Regions from separate parts of the Mus musculus genome. Here all the other regions are linked to region 7. Evidence: chromatin contacts called from public HiCAR-type and promoter capture Hi-C data. All regions are on one chromosome and are shown on one strand. Each heading gives the region's core, a stretch centred on a gene start, on an enhancer-like site or on the middle of the called end of the contact. The rest is flanking DNA. Distances are from core to core; before and after follow the strand shown. Region 1 overlaps Rftn2 (raftlin family member 2). Region 2 holds the start of Mob4 (MOB family member 4, phocein). Region 3 holds the start of Coq10b (coenzyme Q10B). Region 4 has its middle 27 kb from the start of Mob4. Region 5 holds the start of Gtf3c3 (general transcription factor IIIC, polypeptide 3). Region 6 holds the start of Mars2 (methionine-tRNA synthetase 2 (mitochondrial)). Region 7 holds the start of Maip1 (matrix AAA peptidase interacting protein 1).

The links. Promoter capture Hi-C pulls out the DNA fragments that hold promoters and counts their contacts. HiCAR-type assays count read pairs that join an accessible place to other places.
Region 1: a promoter capture Hi-C map of neutrophils shows a contact between it and region 7, with 5 times the contacts expected there. The contact joins the enhancer-like site here to the promoter of Maip1 in region 7. A contact is called at or near these places in 8 of 39 promoter capture datasets (the 3T3-L1 cell line, embryonic stem cells, liver and 2 more), 2 of 115 datasets of contacts at active chromatin or transcription factors (embryonic forebrain and pro-B cells) and 1 of 9 other capture datasets (embryonic stem cells).
Region 2: a HiCAR-type map of astrocytes shows a contact between it and region 7, with 6 times the contacts expected there. The contact joins the promoter of Mob4 here to the promoter of Maip1 in region 7. A contact is called at or near these places in 6 of 39 promoter capture datasets (the C10 cell line, embryonic stem cells, hippocampal neurons and 2 more) and 2 of 115 datasets of contacts at active chromatin or transcription factors (astrocytes and embryonic forebrain).
Region 3: a HiCAR-type map of astrocytes shows a contact between it and region 7, with 7 times the contacts expected there. The contact joins the promoter of Coq10b here to the promoter of Maip1 in region 7. A contact is called at or near these places in 7 of 39 promoter capture datasets (the 3T3-L1 cell line, the HPC-7 cell line, hippocampal neurons and 3 more) and 5 of 115 datasets of contacts at active chromatin or transcription factors (astrocytes, embryonic forebrain, epiblast stem cells and 2 more).
Region 4: a promoter capture Hi-C map of hippocampal neurons shows a contact between it and region 7, with 6 times the contacts expected there. The contact joins the enhancer-like site here to the promoter of Maip1 in region 7. A contact is called at or near these places in 4 of 39 promoter capture datasets (the 3T3-L1 cell line, embryonic stem cells, hippocampal neurons and 1 more) and 1 of 115 datasets of contacts at active chromatin or transcription factors (embryonic forebrain).
Region 5: a contact with region 7 is called in a promoter capture Hi-C map of liver, with 2.1 times the contacts expected there. The contact joins the promoter of Gtf3c3 here to the promoter of Maip1 in region 7. A contact is called at or near these places in 2 of 39 promoter capture datasets (hippocampal neurons and liver).
Region 6: a contact with region 7 is called in a promoter capture Hi-C map of hippocampal neurons, with 14 times the contacts expected there. The contact joins the promoter of Mars2 here to the promoter of Maip1 in region 7. A contact is called at or near these places in 17 of 39 promoter capture datasets (the 3T3-L1 cell line, 3T3-L1-derived adipocytes, the C10 cell line and 10 more), 4 of 484 Hi-C or Micro-C datasets (3T3-L1-derived adipocytes, LSK cells, cortical neurons and 1 more), 4 of 115 datasets of contacts at active chromatin or transcription factors (embryonic forebrain, embryonic hindbrain, embryonic limb bud and 1 more) and 2 of 9 other capture datasets (adipose tissue and liver).

What each region holds. Positions count from the first base shown.
Region 1 is chr1:55,209,129-55,211,828 of GRCm38.p6, reverse strand. It overlaps Rftn2 (raftlin family member 2), which reads left to right. Exons shown (of 9, transcript NM_028713.1): 3 at 568-679. Gm51743 (a long non-coding RNA gene) reads right to left here. Exons shown (of 3, transcript XR_003948664.1): 3 at 673-997. Among named protein-coding and RNA genes, the nearest start is that of Gm51743, 8.5 kb to the right of the region's middle. Within about 2 kb of position 1,413, at least 119 of the 459 cell types and tissues checked have an H3K27ac peak or open chromatin away from gene starts, as enhancers often do. A contact at or near this core is called in neutrophils and pro-B cells, where this site is marked.
Region 2 is chr1:55,129,874-55,132,573 of GRCm38.p6, reverse strand. It overlaps Mob4 (MOB family member 4, phocein), which reads right to left and starts at 1,329. Exons shown (of 8, transcript NM_025283.3): 1 at 1,215-1,329. The coding sequence starts at 1,274.
Region 3 is chr1:55,051,359-55,054,058 of GRCm38.p6, reverse strand. It overlaps Coq10b (coenzyme Q10B), which reads right to left and starts at 1,289. Exons shown (of 5, transcript NM_001039710.1): 1 at 1,069-1,289. The coding sequence starts at 1,184.
Region 4 is chr1:55,157,111-55,159,810 of GRCm38.p6, reverse strand. No RefSeq gene overlaps it. Among named protein-coding and RNA genes, the nearest start is that of Mob4, 27 kb to the right of the region's middle. Within about 2 kb of position 1,365, at least 8 of the 459 cell types and tissues checked have an H3K27ac peak or open chromatin away from gene starts, as enhancers often do. A contact at or near this core is called in hippocampal neurons, where this site is marked.
Region 5 is chr1:54,437,767-54,440,466 of GRCm38.p6, reverse strand. Gtf3c3 (general transcription factor IIIC, polypeptide 3) reads left to right here and starts at 1,441. Exons shown (of 18, transcript NM_001033194.3): 1 at 1,441-1,654; 2 at 2,524-2,635. The coding sequence starts at 1,553.
Region 6 is chr1:55,235,749-55,238,448 of GRCm38.p6, reverse strand. Mars2 (methionine-tRNA synthetase 2 (mitochondrial)) reads right to left here and starts at 1,272. Exons shown (of 1, transcript NM_175439.3): 1 at 1-1,272. The coding sequence starts at 1,209.
Region 7 is chr1:57,404,831-57,407,530 of GRCm38.p6, reverse strand. Maip1 (matrix AAA peptidase interacting protein 1) reads right to left here and starts at 1,265. Exons shown (of 5, transcript NM_001081181.3): 1 at 309-1,265. The coding sequence starts at 758. It overlaps Tyw5 (tRNA-yW synthesizing protein 5), which reads left to right and starts at 857. Exons shown (of 8, transcript NM_001037742.2): 1 at 857-1,147. The coding sequence starts at 1,070.

The DNA of each region.
Region 1 (2,700 bases), core at 164-2,663, 2.2 Mb after region 7:
ACACACAATCCACACACAGAATCCACACACACATGCACAGGCACACAAGAGTGTGTATGGACTTCAGCCTTTACTAGAATATAAATGTTTCCATTCCAAACATTATTAAGCACTTTCATTTTTACACTTTTGACATTTTTATGCTGTAGTAATGCTATGTCTTGATTACAAATTCCATCAACTGTGTATAAATGCCCTTCCTGCTTTTGGTGTTAGATAGGCTCAGCAGTGGCTACAACCTGGCAAAAGTTAGAGCTCAGTAAAGACAAAGAGGGAGAGACAGACGTGTTGCTCTGCATTTAAATAGGATTGTCGTGCTCCTGTGCTTACTTGTGCTCCTGCCCAACAGCAGTCTCCTTAAATTAGGAATTCAAATCCCTGGAAGCTTAAATTAAGGAAATACAAGGTAACAGAAATCTCTGTGTGTCTGCAGCACTCTGAGATAAGCATCAGGAATGAAGGAACAAAGTGATGGCCTTGACCTTGCTTTTGAGCCGCTCAAGGCTTTCCTATGGACATAGCTGGAAAGCAGCAGCTTGCCTCTGACCATGCCTGTTCTCCTTGCAGCCCCAAGCATTCTGCAGCAGGCGGACAAAGGCGCGCAAGGCTTGTGATGGAGGAGTGTCCACTAACTTGTGAGGCACAAGCAAACGACGCTGCAAAGGAACTCATGGACAAGGTACTGCGTCGAAGGAACTGAGAGTGCCTTCCTGGGGCAGCTAAGAAACAGTTTCCTTTCTTACCTGAAAACCACCGGGAAGCCAGGCATGGTAGCACAGGCCTGTAATCCTGGGGCTGTGCAAGGGGAGGGGCGATGAGTGCAAGGCTATCCTCAGCTACAACACGAGTTCAAAGCCAGCCTGGGCTACATCATGAGCTCCAGGCAGTCTGGGCTACAGAGGAGGATCCAGAAGATTAAGAAACCAATGGTGCCATATTCCACGGAATTCAAAATGTTGAGCCTGTGAGCCATTACTAAACTGCATTAGCCAGGACCCTATGGAGGAAGAGCATGAGAGTGAGTGCACTGAAGGGCTTGTCCGGTTGGTTTATGTAGCAGTCTAAGGAGGAGAGCAGTGGCCCCCTTCACACTGGGGCTGCCTTATACCCTGAAGCAGCTCCTTCCAAAGACCGGATGCCTAACCAGTCTCAGCTGGATGCTGAAGGCCTGGAAGATTCTGGAAAACCACTAGTCTTCAGTCCCTTTTTGAAGGCTGAAGAAACTGGGCTTTAATGTCAGACAAAACTAGCAGCAGCAATTTGCTGCCAGCATGGTGGACTGAAGCAGCACAGGAGGGCAAGAGGGCAGAAGGCCAAAAAAAAAAAAAAGCTTTGTGCCTCCCGCTTCCTTTAGCGGGGCTGCCACCAGAAGCACCGCCCACCTTTAGGGTGGGTCTTCTCACTTGGGTTAATCTGAGCAGGAAAAGGCTTCACAGGTGCGCCATCAACTTGGCTGTTAATCGGTTCCAGATCCTGTCAAAGTGACAACCAAGAATAGACAGGATCATAACCAAGCGCCAGGAGAGCAGACCAGAGGGAGCAAAAGGAAGTTCGGCTGCACAGAAGTTTAACCGCAAATGTAGCAATAGGGTATGGCAAGCATACGTGTATTTTAGTCACTGCTTAGGGGAGCAGGTCTGTGGAAAGTAAATTCCAAAAGTTTCAGATGAAATAAAAAGATTTTCTTTTTTTAAAATATGAAAAAAAACCAAAAAAGTAGACACATTCAGTTGTGAATGGAGGTGTTAGCAAAAAAATTATTTTATTTTTTTAAGAAAAAATAACTTGAAAAGAGATGGAGGGAAAATTACAATAATGTATACTTTGAAAGCTGCATAAATTAAAAAACTGAACACTAAATGTAGATTGACCAAACCAGGGAAGATCTATATGTCCATAAATATTCTAAATTGATAGAATTTTTTGTTGAAAGTTTTTAGTCACATTGACATTCTTATAAGTCCTTTTCTTGTTGTTGTTGTTGTTGTTATCGTCGTCATTGTCTTTGGTTTTGTGGGGTTTTCGTTTGTTTTGTTTTTTAAAACAGTTTCACTATGTAGCCTTAGCTGTTGTGGTTCTCACCCCTCCTAATGCTGCAGTTCCTTAATACAGTCCCTCATGTTATGATGCCCCCAACCAGAAAATTATTTCATTGCTACTTCAAAACTGTAATTTTGCTACTGCTATGACTCATATAAATATTTTTAGAGATAGAGGTGTGCCAAAGGAGATGCACAGGTTGATTTTTTTTTTTTTTAGACCAAACTGGCCTTGAACTCACAGGGATCAGCCTAGCAGTGCCTCTGAGTGCTGGAATTAAATCAGAGCAGCACACCCAGGTGGCCTTTATTTAATTTAAATATATGGTGTCAAGGACCCACTCCGCTTTTTTTCAGGTAAAGATTGTGAGACTGGAGTGAGGCATGCAGACTCACATCTTCCGACCTTTGAGCACTTAGGATGCTGAGGGCAGGGGGACCCTGGCTTCCAGAGCAGCCTGAGTTACAAAGAGAAAAAGGAAAGGTGGAGTGTTTCTGTTGCTGCCTTCAGGCGGTGACCTCACTTGTGGAGGATCACCTGTGGACTGCGACTCACACTAACAGCTGTTAACCAGGTCTCTTCCAGTTTAGGTACAGGTTACCATTCAGCTGAGGGGGAAGGAAAAACCCAGGCTTTACAGAGTGCACAAGCTGCTCTCTG
Region 2 (2,700 bases), core at 80-2,579, 2.3 Mb after region 7:
AACCTTCAAAATCCATAATAAATAGCAAGTCTCTAAATTGGATGTGTGTGTATGGGGGAGGCAGGTGGATCTCGGAGTTCGAGGCCAACCTAGTCTACAGAGCTACTTCCAGGAAAGTCAAGGCTACACAGGGAAACCCTTGAGAGAGAGAGAGAGAGAGAGAGAGAGAAGAGAGAGAAGAGAGAAAGAAGAAAGACAAAAGAAAGAAAAGAAAAACAGTAACTCTCTAAAACTCAGTAGCATTAAGTATTTTGATTTCCACTTGACCCTAAAAATTACATTTTAACAGAAAAAGTTTACTCAGTACACGGTAAGAGGCAGCAGGCTGGGCAGCAACAAGAACACAGCCTGCTAAAATTACATTTTAAACATATCTCTTTTGATTTTAGAACTTCTACTCAACGACTCAACCCATTTCCAAAGGCTGATTAATCCTATCAAGTTTGAATGTCAACGTGGGTGGTTTTTTTTTTTGGGGGGGGGGTCTTTTCCGTTCTTTTCTGTTCTTTTTTACTGTGAAGCATCCCTGGTTTGCAAGTCCTAAGAAGCACCAATTTACTCCCCATAGTGCCCTACTATTATTTTGATGTATATAATCAGTTCATTCCGACTATTGTCCACGCGCATTAGCATGAATATACGCAAGGAATGACATGTAACAAGTCACAACCTGGTGCCGAAAACTTGCTGGACCAGAGAACAGCTGCAGGGAAGCCGAAGGGAGTGGTGGCAAAGACAAACAACAGGAGGATAACGCAAACTAGTGCCACCTGCATCCGGCTAGACCAACTGGATGGAGCCGACCGGCAGGTACGTCACCGGCCAAGCTTGCTCCCGGTGAGGTGGGCAGTGTTTACAGCCCTCGACGCCGGCGGTCCCGACGCGGGGACAGCCCCCTGGTCCCCAGCTGGCCCACCCCACACCCGGGCGCCGTCAGCTGCCACTCACAGCAGGCAGCGCAGCAGCAGCCGCTGGTGACAAGCGTCAGCCCCGGGCCTCGGCGAACACAGCGGGGTCCTGCGTCTAGCAGGCCTCCAGGGCGGCCGGCGCCGGCTCGGCTGCCTCCGGGGCCGCGGCTCCGGAAGCGCAGGCCAGCCACCGCGGCCACGGCCCCCACCCGCTCGCCCTGGCCTCTCCTAGACGGAGTCCCGCCAGCAGGAGAGCCCCGGCTCGGCCCCGCCAACTCTGTGACAGGAAAGCCGTAGGGACGATACCTGCGCCTTGGTGCCTGGCCTGTTCCGCCTCAGCACTGCCGTCCCCTCCGCCATGACCATAGTGCCAGAGTCTGGGCGGCTGGCGTCGGTACCCGGATGTGGGGGCCGGCAGCTTGCGCGGGGGGCGGGGCACGGCGGGGCTCAGCGCTGCGGCGGCGGGGAGGGGCGGCAGCCTGCGGAACAGCCGCCGCCCGCGCGGAGCACCATGGGAAGAGTGCCGAGCCCGCGGCTCCGGCGGAGGGAGGAGCACAGAATGAACAGCCGGCGGAGCTCCGCCGAGGCCGAAAAGGAAGATGCGACCGGAAGCTGGGGTAGAGAGCCGCTTCCAAGGTCTGTGGTGCAGGTGACCCAAGCCTGCGTCACTTGTGGGTGTTTGTCCTTCAGCTGTCTATAGACTGGAAGGGCAGTTTGCACAATAGTGACCATCTCAGAAAAGCGAAATGAGAACATAATTCTCCACCCCAGATAATCTGGTAAATTTTTATAGAATCTTCATGGATTAACCCAATCTAGAATCAGATTGGCTGGGTCGGTTAAAGGGAAGACAGGAGGTACTGATAAATCTTGCTTCTAGGGTCCTCTTACTGAAAAGCCAAGGACTCTTTCAATGACAAGTTGGTTTCCGTAGATAAAAGACTCAATGCTAAATTAAAAAAAAAAATGCCCATCATGAGATAGAAAGCGCACATCTGTTATTGTGTGTTAGAGTTAAAATAAACTCACATTTTTGCAAGTCGGAAGCAGGAGGAAATGAATAGCCCTTGATGGCTTTTATGAATTCTGTATCTTAACAAAATTCCAAGTTTCTCGTGTTTTTAAGTGTGATGTTTTTTGTGTGTTTTCTTTTGTTGTTGTTTTGGTTTTGTGTTTTCTTTTTTTGGAGACAGCGTCTCCCTGATGTTCCTTGAATTTAAGAGATTTGTTTTGAGTGCTGGGACCAACGGAGTACACGGCATGCCCGGCCAGGCTTAGGGGTTCATGTGTAATCCAACCCAGGTGATCCCACACCTTTTTCTGAATCCCTTGGGCGCATGCAGGTAAAAAGCTTACACACATTAAATAAATAAGCAAGTAAATAAGCAAAACAGTTAAAAGAATTGTTTAGAATTCAAAGCCAGCATGGGCTACATAGAGAGTTCCAGGCCAGGCAGGGCTACAGAGCAAGACTTAAATCTTCTCTCAATCTTTCCCAAAATAAGAAAAAAAACACAGCATTTTTACCAGAATCTTTTTTTTTTCCAAACAAGAAAAGTTTGTTTTGGTTTATAGTACCATGGGACACCTGGTGAGGAAGTTGTGGACACTGGGTAAGTGCTCTTTATAACTTCAAGAGCATGGGGTTCAGAAACAGAGGTCTTAAGCTGGAGGCAGAAGCTGGTATCTGCATCAAGACCCGCCCAAAGTGAGCCACTTCTCAGAGCTGGGCCATGGTTAGAATTACACAACCTCCAAATCGAATCTCAAGCTGAACACCAAGTGTTCCAAC
Region 3 (2,700 bases), core at 40-2,539, 2.4 Mb after region 7:
GTATGGACTTTCTGAGCATGAGCCTCGGACCATAAGCAGCAAAGCAACATTTAATCAGTAATATAAGCAGTATGTCCTGCTTGAAAAGCTATCTTTTGAGGATAAACTACCCGATTTCACAGTTTCAACATGTTTGTGTAAGATTTGGAGATGAAGCATGGCTGCTAGTTTCTGTTTGTTTTTGAGACAAATCTTACCTTGTAGCTCTGGCTGATATGCAACTAGCTACACAGACCAGGCTGGCCTCCAAAGCACCAGACCTGGCCTCTTGGCTGACATTTTAAAGTCTTCATTCAACCAAAATGTTCTGAAACCCAGGCAAGAGTTGGACTTTCTCCTCTGTAATGTATACATATTGATTCATCTCAAATACCAATTTTCTTTTCTTTTGGTCCTGAGACAGGGGCTCACTTTGTAGTTCGGGTTGGCCTTGAACCCACCGCGATACTTACTTGACTTTATTGCTAAAATTACAGGTGTGAGCCGCCACTCTGAGTTAATTTTAATTTTTGAGAATACTTTATTACAGTCTTATTTGTAATAGAAAACTGCATTGTAGACTTATAGTGTCCTTCAGGTCTCTAGGTTCATCTCCACCTAAAGGACCAAGCAGGAAAACCGAGGACAGAGCCATCTTCAAGGTTACAGGACCTCAAAGTTACAGTGTAGTGAAAAAAACAACAGGTCCTCTTTGTTGGCTGTGTTTCATTTTGCAAGCGCTGAGTGGCCGGGGTCAAAGAACTCCACAGCAAGTGAGAGAGCGTCTGACAAGCGGTTCACCGCCAGGACACGCACTCCCACGGCCCGGGAGCCGGCGCTCTCGGGCGCAGTTAAACTTTCCCGACGGCCGCCGCCCACCTCTTGGAGACCGGAAGGGCGGGAGCCGGAGACCCGGCTGCTTGTCCGTCCTCCCACGGCCGTCTCGTCGCTGACTCACCCCGATAATATGAGGTGCACGCAGACCAGCCGGCCGAGCGCCGCGCCCCGGGTCTCCGGAGCCGACTAGGGTCAGCGCCCCGGCCACAGGCCCGTCCCGAACCCGCCGCCCGGAAAACCTCCGCTCGCTACCTGACGTCGCGCGCAGACCCCCGCGCCGGGGCTTCCGTCACGGTGGTCGACTTCGGATGGCACCCCGATGCCACCCTCGCCAGGGCCCTCTGACTGGTCCGAGCTGCCATGATCATCTTTGTGAAGCCGGTAGCCAACGCGGGCACCCGGAACGAGGCGCCGCCCTCAGGCCGGCCTGGAGGGACGGCTCCTGCGCCTCTCAGCCAATCCGGGAGCCCTCTGAGCAGCTGGACACGCCTCTTCCCACTAAGTCCCTCCCAACCCCATGACGCCACGCTGACGCTAGGCTGACGCACGTGTCCAGTGCCGCCTCGGGACAGCCAATCGGGGCGCGGATCTCCGGGACACGCTCTGCTCCTGCCAGGAGTCTGCCACTTATGTAATCTTCGTGACGAACTCCTGGGTTCACCTACGGTCCGGGTTTTTTCCTGGAGCTATTTGGGGTCGAGTCTCGAGGCTCGGCTCGTGAGGGCCGCCCTGCCGGGGGAGGAAAGCCCAGGAGCTGGCTAATTATGTAACTGCCTCCCACACCCACCCCACCCAGCGCTGGCCCAGCGTGTTTTCGCTCCTGCTGCCGAGCCTGGCAGATTTTACTGTGTATTGACGATCTCAAACGGTACCTGCTGTGCTGACCCTGAGGTGTTGTTCAGAGAGCAACTTCGGGTCATACCGCCCCGAACAGGCCCAGTGACCTGTCAGTTCTAGCTGCCTTCTTCATACGTGGCCAAGATATGGTGTAGTGTTGCCTTTATGATCCAGGTTTTTCTCATTCTATACAAAGCAACAATTTTGCTTGCCACATTCAGGGATTGGATGAGGTCCTGACTTACATATAAGGGAGGGGCACACGTAACAAACGCATATGTGAAGGTCAGAGTCTTCCCATGTGGGTCTAAGGAATAAGAACTCACTTAACAGGCTTGCATAGCGATTGTTTTTTTTTAAATGATTAGCCATCTCACTGACTCTAATACAGTTTTTTAAAAAATAGAATTATATTTTATTACTATATGAATGTACGTGTGTGATGTGTGTTTGGCTTATGAAAGTCAGACGGCACATTTGTGAAGTCACCTCTTCACCTTCCATCTTTATGTGGGTTCCTGGAGATTCAATTTGAGTCATCAGACTTGCACAGCAAGTTCTACCCAGTAGGCCATCCTGCCTGCTGCATTTGGTTAGCAGAGCTTGAGGAATAAATGAGATTGTTGGTTAAACATAGGCAATAATATATTTTGAAAGACTTACTAGATGTTGGAGGTGTGAATGAGTCTGTCTCCTCACATAGCTCATATTCCAAAAGGGAAGATAGAACTAATGTGTACTGCATTATCGGGTAATTATGTGACTTGTATGTGGTGGTTTGAATATGCTTAGCCCATGGGAAGTGGTACTATTAGGAAGTGTAGCATTGTTGGAGTAGGTTTGGGCTTGTTGGAGGAGGTGAGTCACTGTAGGAGTGAGCTTTGAGGTCCAAAGCTTAAGCTTTGGCCAGAGCAGAAGAGACCCTCCTCCTGGCTGCCTGGAAAAGGGCATCTCTTCCCACCTGCTTCTGAGTCAAGATGTAGAACTCTTGGCTTCTCCAGGACATGTTTGACTGTACACTGTCATGCTTCGTGCCGTGATAATGGA
Region 4 (2,700 bases), core at 116-2,615, 2.2 Mb after region 7:
CTAAAAAGGCCAACCTAGGCTAGTGAGAGGATTCAACGGATAATGTACTTGCTGCCAAGCCTGGCGACCTGAGTTCCATCCCTGGGACCCTAGTAGGAAAGAACGCACTCCCAAAGTTGTTTTCTGAGCTGTACACATGCATGATGGGCAGGGGATTCTCAGTATACACGCATCCATTCGCACACATAAGCTAGTATGTTTTTGTTTAACGATTCACACATATGTATGTGTGCTAGTATGTTTTTGTTTAAAGATTCACACATATGTGAATATATGTGTAGTTTGTTGGCATGTAGGTCTGTGCATCATGTGCATGCCTGGTGCACACAGAGGCCAGAAAATGGTGTTAAACGTAGAGTCATGGACAGTTGTGAGGCACCACGTAGGTGCTGGGCATTGAACCCAGGTGCTCTGGAAGAGCAGCCAGTGCTATTAATCTGTACCAGTTCTCTAGCCCCACAAAGGTTTGGGGTTTGTGTGTGTGTGTGTGTGTGTGTGTGTGTGTTTGTTCTTTAAAGAAAAGCTTCTGTACAGCAAAGGAACATAAGAAGACAATCTAAGAATGGCAAAAAAATATTTGCAAAAGTTACTCTCCAAAACAGGTAAGTAACAATGCAATGGCACAAGCGAAATAAACACTAGCTAAGGAGCAGAAGAGACATTTATCCAAGGACAACGCAGGAACAACCAAGAGGTGTGAGAGAAAGTGTCCAGTGTCGTCAGGGAAACGAGGCTCATGGATGCTGCTCATTCCTGCAGGGATGACTACTATCCACAAAATGGAGATAATGTGGAGAAAACGGAGACTTTGCCCAACTGGTAGGGATGCAAATTGCTGCAGCAGCTATAAAAATAGTGTGGAGATTCTCTGAACATTAAAAACAGAAGCGCCACACATTCAACATTCCTACGTCTGACATTTTAAAGACAACTGAAATGAAGATCTTGACAAAAAGGGCAGAAGATGGTTCAGCAGCGAAGGGAACTGCTCTCCTAGACACTGGATTGGGTTCACACACCCACAGTTTCTAACAACCATCAATAACTCCAGGTCCAAGAGACCTGATGCCCTCTTCTGTGCTCTGCATTCACATGGCACACAGGCACACATGTACACAAAATACATACATAAAGGGAAAGGGGGCAGGGGGGACCCTCAGTCTACAATAACGTGGATGGGCTTGAAGGATGCAGTGCTTGTTCAAAGAACCTAGCCCAAATGCTGCGTAACTTCACTAAGGAAGACACCCCACTCTGGTATGAGGTTTCTAAAATTGGATAGAAACAGAGTAGAATGGTAACCAAGAGCCAGAGAAGGCGAGCTGTGCAGTTTTATGCATCAACTGACAAAGTTCCAGACACAAGAGATGAGTAAGCTCTGGAGGTCTGTTACCCTACAATGCACCCACAATCATTGGGTTCACTTCAAAGTGTTCCTTCCCACTGAACTGGAAATGCCCAAACCATTCTGACTCAGGCTCAGTTTAGATTCCACAATGCCCAGCAGTCCACAGCATTTCTTATGGAAACAGTTCTCTAGACAGACAGCAAGAAAAAATGGATTCACCGAGGCTTGTCTACAGCAGGAGAGCCAATCCTCTGTTTGAGGATCCTCTGTTTGAGGATCAGTTTGAGGGATATAGCCAATTTCTTTCACCATTTTGGGAGATAACTTAAATGCTGCTATTAGTGTCTGCCAATGCCCAAGGCTCAAATCTGTATCTGGCTGGGTTACAGTGTAGTCCAAGCATGCAGACTTTGGGTCAGAATACAAGTGGGAGCAGCTGGAGAACCTGAGAGGCAATTCATGCTTAAAACAAAGTAAGGGCCAGCAAGACGGTTCAGCAGGTAAAGGCATGCCACCAAGCCCAAGGACACACACAAACAAAAACATCACGTGTGTACGAATGGTGTATATGTGGTGTATACACACGCAGATGGGATGTGTACCTGCCCATTTGTCTATCTGTGAAAACCAAAGGTAAATGCCAGGTGTCTTCCTCTAGCAGTCCTTCATCTTTGGGGACTTGAGATAGCTATGTATCTCCATATTGTCCTGAAAGTCTCTATGTAGACCAGGCTGGCCTTAGAAAGTCTCTATGTAGACCAGGCTGGCCTTAGAAAGTCTCTATGTAGACCAGGCTGGCCTTGAGCTCAGAGACCCACCTGCCTCTGCCTCCTGAGTGTTGGGATTAAAGGCGTGCGTCACCATACCCAGTCTCCATCTCTGAACCTGCATCTTGGCACCTGAGCTGCAGTGAGCTGTCTACAGGGCTCTACGATCTTTGCCTCCCAGTGCTGGGATCAGTGGCACTAAACCCAGCTCTTAAGTGAGTCCTAGGAGCTTGAATTCAAACCCCCAATGCTTGCACTGAGCATCTCTGAGCCCCAGCTTCCCGTGTCCCTTGTTCTGAGACCATCCTGCTTGCCACATAGCCCCAGCTGGCCTAGAACTCTCATCTTCCTACCTCACCCTCCTGAGTTAACTAGGCATGTGCCGTCATAGCCTGCCTTACTAAAAGCTTAACCATGAGGTTGAGGGCTGTCAGTTCTATTGCAAAATGAACTTGACCAGTCAATGGATGTCTACAATACAGTATTACTAACAATACAATCATGGTTTTCTACTTATCTTACTTAGATACTAAAATATCAAGTCATTAAGAATTTAACTGAGAGGCTGGAGAGATGGCTCAGCAG
Region 5 (2,700 bases), core at 192-2,691, 3.0 Mb after region 7:
AGCCATACTCACTTTCTCTTTCCCGCTTTGAGTGAGTCTGGAAACAGACATAGAGTCTTCCGCACAGTTCCCCAACTCCCTGAAGACTTCAGGGGAGTAATCCTCATAGTTGTTTCTGGGGATAACATCAACACACTCCGTCTGCTCATGTATGTTTTCACGCCTGTGTAAGATCCCTCCTCAGGAGAAACGCAGTGACTGAGATAGTTTTCTGCTATCTGGTAGTCCTGCTCTTGCAGGTCTTGACCTCTGATTCTGCAACCCTGCTACAGATCTCCTTAGCTTGGATTATCATAAAGATGATCAAAGATAGACTCTCGTCTTTGGACCCAGGACTATGCTGAGCTCAACTTTGCCCAAAGTTCCAAAGGCTCTTGTAGTTTCATCTAACTTTACTCACAAATGTGTTTTGAATACATGTTATTAGGTTAGTCAGGTTTATAATAATGACACATAAACTAATGTCTTTGATGTTTATAGGTAATGTCTCTAGAAAAAGAAATAGTTATAATACAAGATAAAATGCAAATCACAAGAGCTCCTAGGAGTTGAAAATAATCTCTCTCTCTCTCTCTCTCCCTCTCTCTCTCTCTCTCTCTCTCTCTCACTCACTCACTTTGACCCCTCTCTTCCATCTCTCTCCCCTCAAGTCCCACCTCAAGTCTTTCCACTTCAGGTGTTGCCCTTTTTCATGTTACAAGTGTTCTATTACCCTCCCCACACCTCTCCCTTTTTTTCCTCTCATAGGTTCCTAAGGATTATTTTGAGAGATGTATGTAACAGATATACAGTAGACGCCCTATGGGAAGAGTTAGAATCCCTTTAAAAGTTTGAGAGCAGCCGAGCGTGGTGGGGCACGCCTTTAATCCCAGCACTCGGGAGGCAGAGGCAGGCGGATTTCTGAGTTCGAGGCCAGCCTGGTCTACAAAGTGAGTTCCAGGACAGCCAGGGCTACACAGAGAAACCCTGTCTCGAAAAACAAAAAACAAAACAAAACAACAACAAAAAAGTTTATGAATACTTGGGACATAAAAGTTGATTGACATTAGAGATAGAAACCCAGGCAAACGCTCTGCCACTGTGCTGCATCCCCAGATCAAAAGTCTCCTGTAGAGATGGTTCAGTGGTTAAGAACACTGACTGCTCTTCCGGAGGTCCTAAGTACAATTCCCAGCAACCACATTGTGGCTCACAGCCATCTGTAATGGGATCTGATGCCTTCTTCTGGTGTGTCTGAAGACAGTGTACTCCTATACATAAAATAAGCAAGCAAGCAAACAAACAAACTAATACATACATCTTTAAAAAAAAAAAAGGCTCCTCTAGCTGGTAGTTTAAGGGAGTCTGGCGCTTGAAAGATGCATTTGGACACTCCCTTGCCTGTGGGAAGAGGCCTGGGGCCTAGAGCGCAGGCGGAACCAGAGTGCGCGGCCGCGGCGCAGGCCGGGAAGGTTTCTAGGGCGGACGCTGGTCCGGTCTCTCCTAGGCGTCCTACAGAGCCTGGGAGTGCTGCAGCTTCCCTGGCCCGCTGCGCAGCGTCGGCCCTGCAGACATGTCGGGGTTCAGCCCGGAACTTATCGACTACCTGGAAGGGAAAATCTCCTTTGAAGAGTTCGAAAGGCGGAGAGAAGAGAGAAAAACCCGAGAGAAGAAAGTGAGCCGCTGGGCCCCCGGTGCTCCTCGGTCTTGTTTTCCCCGAAACCGAGTCGTGGGTTGCCCAGGGTGGGCCCGGGATCCAGCAGCTTTCACCTCTTCCAAAATTTCCGATTTTCACTCCCACCCGAGTACTCAGAGCCTCTAAAGACATCTCCCCACCCGAAAGCCAGCCTTGGTGGGCGCTAACCTCCCCCGACCCCCTAATACCTGTTAAGTCGATGAGCCAGACAGGGTGATCTGATTAGTTCTAAACCTATCTTGCAACTAGGTTGTGACGGTGGTGGGAACCAGGCCTTTTGTTTTTGTGGTCTGTATAGGGGTCTTGGGGATCAAACTTCAGGGCCTCCAGCCTGCTGGACAAAGCTCCCCATCGCAAAGCTACATGCACCCCTGGTGCGCCTATTTTTGAGGAGTCTCCGTGTAATTTTTTTTCTTAGACATAAAAGTAAACCTAACTAACCAGATAGTGAGGATATCTGTTACTTTTTCAAATTTTAATAAAGATCTGAACTTTAAATAGTTTCTCATTTGTTTGAAGGCCAAGGGACCAACATAAAGATCTCTTGACCCTTTTGAAGTTAGCTAATGATTTCTTTCTTGACTCATAGACTTCTATGAACCCTATGGTTTATTTAAAGTCTTAGATTGATGACATTAAAATATTTAAAATCATTCCACTTGTATTTGCAAATGACTTACATAAACTAAAGACTTAAGTACATTGGAACACTTTGAAACTATTCAAATTTAGATTCCACGTATCATAGGGGAGGGTCAACTTTTATAAAGATAAGGCAAATGCCCTATTCAAGGCTGAGAGAATTAAATCTGAATTAGTTTTTGGAACTGTTTAATTCCCAATCACAGAGTGTTCAGGAAAAAGGAAAATCATCACCCAAAGAAAACCCAGATGACTCCGAAGTTCCATCCTCATCAGGAATTGACTCTGCCAAATCCCAGGACAAAGACGCCAATGAAGGTATGTTACTGCTGGCTTTAAATGAGCACTTAAGTAAAATGATTTGATAAAAACACTATTTGCTT
Region 6 (2,700 bases), core at 23-2,522, 2.2 Mb after region 7:
GCACCGGTTTAAAAGCCCTCCTAAGGCATCTGCCAGCTCGGAGTCCAGCAATTTAACCACCTTTTCATCATAGTAATCGCAGTCCCAATTGGGAACGCCCTGCCGAAGGAGAAAGTAGCGAAAGCCATCCACAGTATAGCGATCAAGGCAAGTCCTGGGATCCACCACGTTGCCCAAGCTTTTGGACATTTTTTGGCCACTCACCGTCCAGTGCGAGTGGACATAGATGCGATGTGGTGGCCTCAATCCTGCCCCTAGGAGAAGGGCAGGCCAATAAATAGCATGAAATTTGAGAATGTCCTTACCTATGATATGAGAGGTGGCTGGCCACCAAGACTTGAAATCTGCATCTGGGTAGCCAACTACAGTGAGGTAGTTGACCAGGGCATCCAGCCACACGTAGATGGTCTGCGAGTCGTCCCCGGGAACTGGTATGCCCCAGTGCAGATGGCTACTCCTTCGAGAAACGGACAAGTCGGGCAGCTCCTCCTCCAGCCACTGAAGAACTGCCTGGTGGAACGGTTCCGGTGTGATTGCCTGAGGATTGTTTCCAAGCCACCGCTGGAGTGGTTCTCGAAACTGAGAAAGCTTGAAAATGTAATTTTCTTCCTTCGTCCAGGAGACAGGATGTCCGCTCTCGAGAGACACGGGACAGGGATCCCCGGACGGACCCACCTGCCGAGTAACCTTGGCCTCCGGCAAGAAGCACTCATCCGAGGCACAATACCACCCTTCATAGATCCCTTTGTAAAGCAGACCCCGGGCCTCCAGCACACCCCAGAAATGCTGCACCGCTACTCGGTGCCGAGCCTCCGTGGTGCGGATGAAGTCCGTGGAAGAGATGTCAGCCTCCCGGAAAAGCTGCAAAAACTGGGCAGACACTCGATCGCACAGCTCGATCGGGGCCAAGCCGGCGGTGGCTGCCGCCTGCTGGATCTTCAGGCCGTGCTCATCCGTGCCGGTGGAAAACCGCGTGGACGCAGAGCCGGGAACTCGGAGACGACGGTGGCGGCACAGGGCGTCGGCCAGTAGCGCCGAGTACAGGTGCCCGATGTGCGGCGCGGCGTTCACGTAGAAGATAGGTGTGGTGAAGTAGGCCCGCGCTTCCCCGGCGTCGCCACTAGCGCTCGGCGAGCACGAACCGTAGCGGCGACAGCCGCGGCCGAACCGGGTGCGCGTCAACACCCAGCGAGCACACTGCCGCAGCATGGTGACAGCCGGCCCCAGCACTGGAGGCGGTGTTCCCGAGCACGGGAAAGGGCGCGTGCGCAGCTGGACGGTACCGCCGCTTCCGGCGCGGAAGCCAATGAACGGCAAGCGTTGACTCCTGCGGCCCCGCCCGCAACTCCCCCGCCTCCACCGGTTTCCTGCAGCGCGCAGGGGCGGGTGGCCGGCGGGAGTTTTTGAGTAGTCGGCTAGTGGGTTCCGTGTCAGGGCAGTTGGGGAAAGAAGAGCGTATCCCGGGTGTTGTGCAGTTTTACTCTTTGAGATCTGTTCTGGATCTGAACTGAACTGATCGGTTCTGGACTGAACTTGTTGGCAAGATTTTTATATTGAGGTATTTTCCAAACTCATTAACTGTCAAAGCAGGGCACAAATCCGGCCTCTTGGTATCCTCTAGTCAACATAGAAAAACCATTTAAGGTTTGTCTCAGAATCTAAATAAATCTGAAAGAAAGGAAAATAATTTCACAAAGCGCTTTAAGGAACGATAAGCACTGGCAGAAAAGGAAATGACGTGTCTGAACATGTTGCTGAGCCTTAAGGATTGATTTGAGAACTCATCCAGGGACTGGAGTGCGGAGTCACAGGTGTGCAGATAAGGAAACATTAACTTTCAGCTTTATTGTACAAAACAAGTCACAATTTTCTCCTCTAATAGTCTTGAAATTCTTCCAAGACTGAGCTTTGAGAATGAAATCCTAATTTTTAGCAGGAGAGAATTTTAAAATCCCAAATTTTTATTATTAATCCTTGGCTCACTGCATATTTTCTCATCCACAACTGGCCTCCCCACCCCCATTTAATTTAAACAGTGTATATATGCACATACTAAAATGAGATTGGAACACCTATAAACCCTCACCCAACCTAAGTACTGTTAGTGATTCTCAAAGAATGGTCCCCAAAGCAGCATGAGACACACCAGGAACTTAGACATCTGAGGCCCATTCCCTACCTGCTGAGGCAGAAACTGGGATCTCAGACCAGCAATCTAAGCTTTACTTAGCTCACCAATGGACTGTGGTGCACATTAGTGTTTAAGTTAGAGATGAGCTGCAGTTGAGATCTGTGCGCTGTGTCCTTCCCTCTCTTCCAAGAGTAATAGTGCCCTGAGGGTTTGGTTTTTGTTTTTGGTTTGTTTGGGTTTTTTTTTGTTTTGTTGAGTTTTTTGTTTGTTTGTTTGTGTTTTATTTTTTTGGGTTTTTTTTGGGGTTTTTTTTTGTTTTGAGACAGGGTTTCTCTGTCTAGCCCTGGCTGTCCTGAAACTCACTGTGTAGACCAGGTTGGCCTTGAACTCAGAAATCTGCCTGCCTCTGCATCCCAGGTGCTGGGATTAAAGGCGTGCACCATCCACTGTGTTGCCTACTTGAACCGGGTACACCTGGAGAGAGAGAGAGAGAGAGAGAGAGAGAGAGAGAGAGAGAGAGAGAGAGAGAGAGAGAGAGAGAGGAGAGAGAGGAGAGAGAGAGAGAGGAG
Region 7 (2,700 bases), core at 16-2,515:
CTTCTCTAATCTTCTAATTCTGGAAAAATCATACCCAAAGGATTAACTAATTTTAGAGTGGCACTGACAAACAGGCTTTGAACTTAGGCCTTCATCCTAGTTTCTTGAATGAACCCCTCCTCCCTGACGACCATGCGAACACACTTAGAAGCTTATTAAAGTCCTGAAGTGGCCGAAAGATTCAGTGTCTAGGTCACTACCATCGTTGGATACCACGGGTCGCAATGAAGAAACTTCATGGCTAAACACTTGATCACGGAAACGCTGAATGCACGAGGCAGAGAGGTCAGTTAGGGGAGCAAACAAACCTGCTTCGCCCCTTCAGAGAACTCAGCGATACTGAACTCTTTGTCGAAATAGGCCCAAATAAGGAAGGCGTAAATTCGAGTCCGGACCCAGTTGATGGGATTGGAAAATCCCAGAATGATCATTCTGGTTCTCTGGCGTTGCTGGGGCTGCTCCTCGGTGCTGTAGCTGCGGCTGGGACTAGCGGGTAAAGAAGCGAGGGCTGGAGGATGTTCTACCCGGCCGAGAAGGGATCTTCGGGAGCTCCAGGAACGCAACGCAGGGCTTGTCCAGGCCCGAGTGTAGCGAGGGATCGGAGCCGCGCTTGAGCCCAGGCGACGGCGGCACAGGCAGCAAATTTCAGTCAGCGTCAGCCTCACCTCGGTGCTACCGAGAGTCCGGAGTCGGGTGACCGGGCCGGGCAGCGGCCGGGAAAGCAGGGGCAGAGGTAGGAGACGGGCGGCCAGCGCCATGTTTGTGACCTTTCACCTCTGCATGCCTGTGCAGTACTGAAAGCAGGCCGGAGGGAAACCAGCTCGCCGGGGTTGGAGAAGTGGAGCCAAGGCCGCCTCGCTGCCGCCGCCTCGGGTGAGTCCTCTCATTTCGGCTGTGTTAGCCCTCAGCCCAGGCCGAAGCCCTCGGGCTCCCCGCCGTGCGCACTTCGAACCAGCCGCCGCCCTCTGGGGTCAGTCACCTACGCGGACCATTTCTTCCGGAGTAGTGTTTCCAGGGGAAATCACGCGTGGAAGAACTCGTCCAAATTCCCAGGCCTGTGAATTTCACCATGGCTGAGCAGCGTCTTCCGGTACCCCGGCTGCGGGGCGTCTCCCGGGAGCAGTTCATGGAGCATCTTTATCCACAGGTGAGGAGGCCCGCCGCGGAAAGGCAGGGGAGACACCCCGGTACCTTCTGGCGGCCCATCTGCTCTCCTGCAACCCAGAGATTGTTCGGGGGAAGAGAAGGCGCTCTGCTGTCAAGGGAGTGAGCGGAAGGGACCTGTAGCCCTGCTCGGGAATTCAAAGCCCCGGAGAGAAACGGCCCCACATTTTTGGGGAGCAGGATGACCGGAGAAAGCTGGGTGGCACGAAGCTCACTGAGAGGTCGCGCGTGTGGCTTTCTGACCTCACGTGCTCCCTTTCTATGGAGTTTTTCCTAAAGTCTAGTTCAGGATCCCTCGCCCTTCTCTTGCTTGGTCCTAACAGCCCCTGGAGTATTTCGAGATATTAGATTTTTGAAACTCGATATTTCAGTCTAATGAAGGATTGCAACAGGGAAACCAATGGAAATCGTCTCGTAGGTTTCCTCTGGTACAAGTCATTCCTTGATTTAAGCCAGAATCATAATTAAGGATTAAGCCCTTTAGTTTTGTTTTGTTGTTTTGTTTTTTCCGAGACAGGGTTTCACTGTATAGCTCTTGCTGTCCTGGAACTCACTCTGTAGACAAGGCTGGCCTCGAACTCATAAATCCGCCTGCCTCAGCCTCCGAAGTGCTGAGACTAAAGGCGTGCGCCACCACCGCCCGGCTCCCTTTAGTTTTTAAAGAAAGAAGTAGCAGAAAGCAGTTAGATTTAAGAAAAGAAAATAAGTTTGCTCTCAGGACTTTTCAAGAAAGTCCAAGTATCAGAATAACAGAGTAAGGATTCTGGCGATTATTCTAAGGGAAAAAGTCTCTGAAGTATATTAGTGGTAGTAAGATAGGATCTGTAGCTACAGCTACGCTATGCTGCTGGAGCAGCCTGAAGTGTTCCTTTGAGAAGACAGGATTACTGATGACCCTAGAAGAATTTCTAATTGAGTCAATATAAGGCAGAGTTTAAGTTTACTAAGAAGTTGTAGTTCATGTTTCAAGAGAGATGCTTTGGGCTAATACTATAGTTTGATCAGGTAAAACCATGGTTCACTAACATTGCACAAGGAGGTTAAGATGTGTCTTTTTTTACAGGTCAGTGGTGGCACATGCTTTTAATCCCAACATTCAGGAGGCAGAGGCAGGCAGATCTCTGAGTTCCAGGCCAACCTGATCTACAGAGCAAGTCCCAGGACAGCCAGGGCTTCATGGAGAAATCTTGTCTCAAAAACAAACAAAGAAGAAACAAAACCAAAAAAACCCCCAAAATATAAAAAGACAAGTCTTTTACTGCTGGTGGAGCTTTAATCTTGCTCATGAGAATCCTAGAAAATAACTATCTTACAGGAAAGGTGATAAGCCGTACCTGGTCATATGCGTTTTGGCCTTAGACATGATTTGTTACTATTATAATATTCTTACTTATAAAAAGAAATACCTCCATGTAGGCCACCTCCCAGCAAGATTTTTTAATTGTGCTGGAATTATTATTATTATGGAGACAGGGTATCTCTGTGTAGCCCTACTTGCCCTGGTATTCTGATCTGTAGATCAGGCTGTCTCAAGCT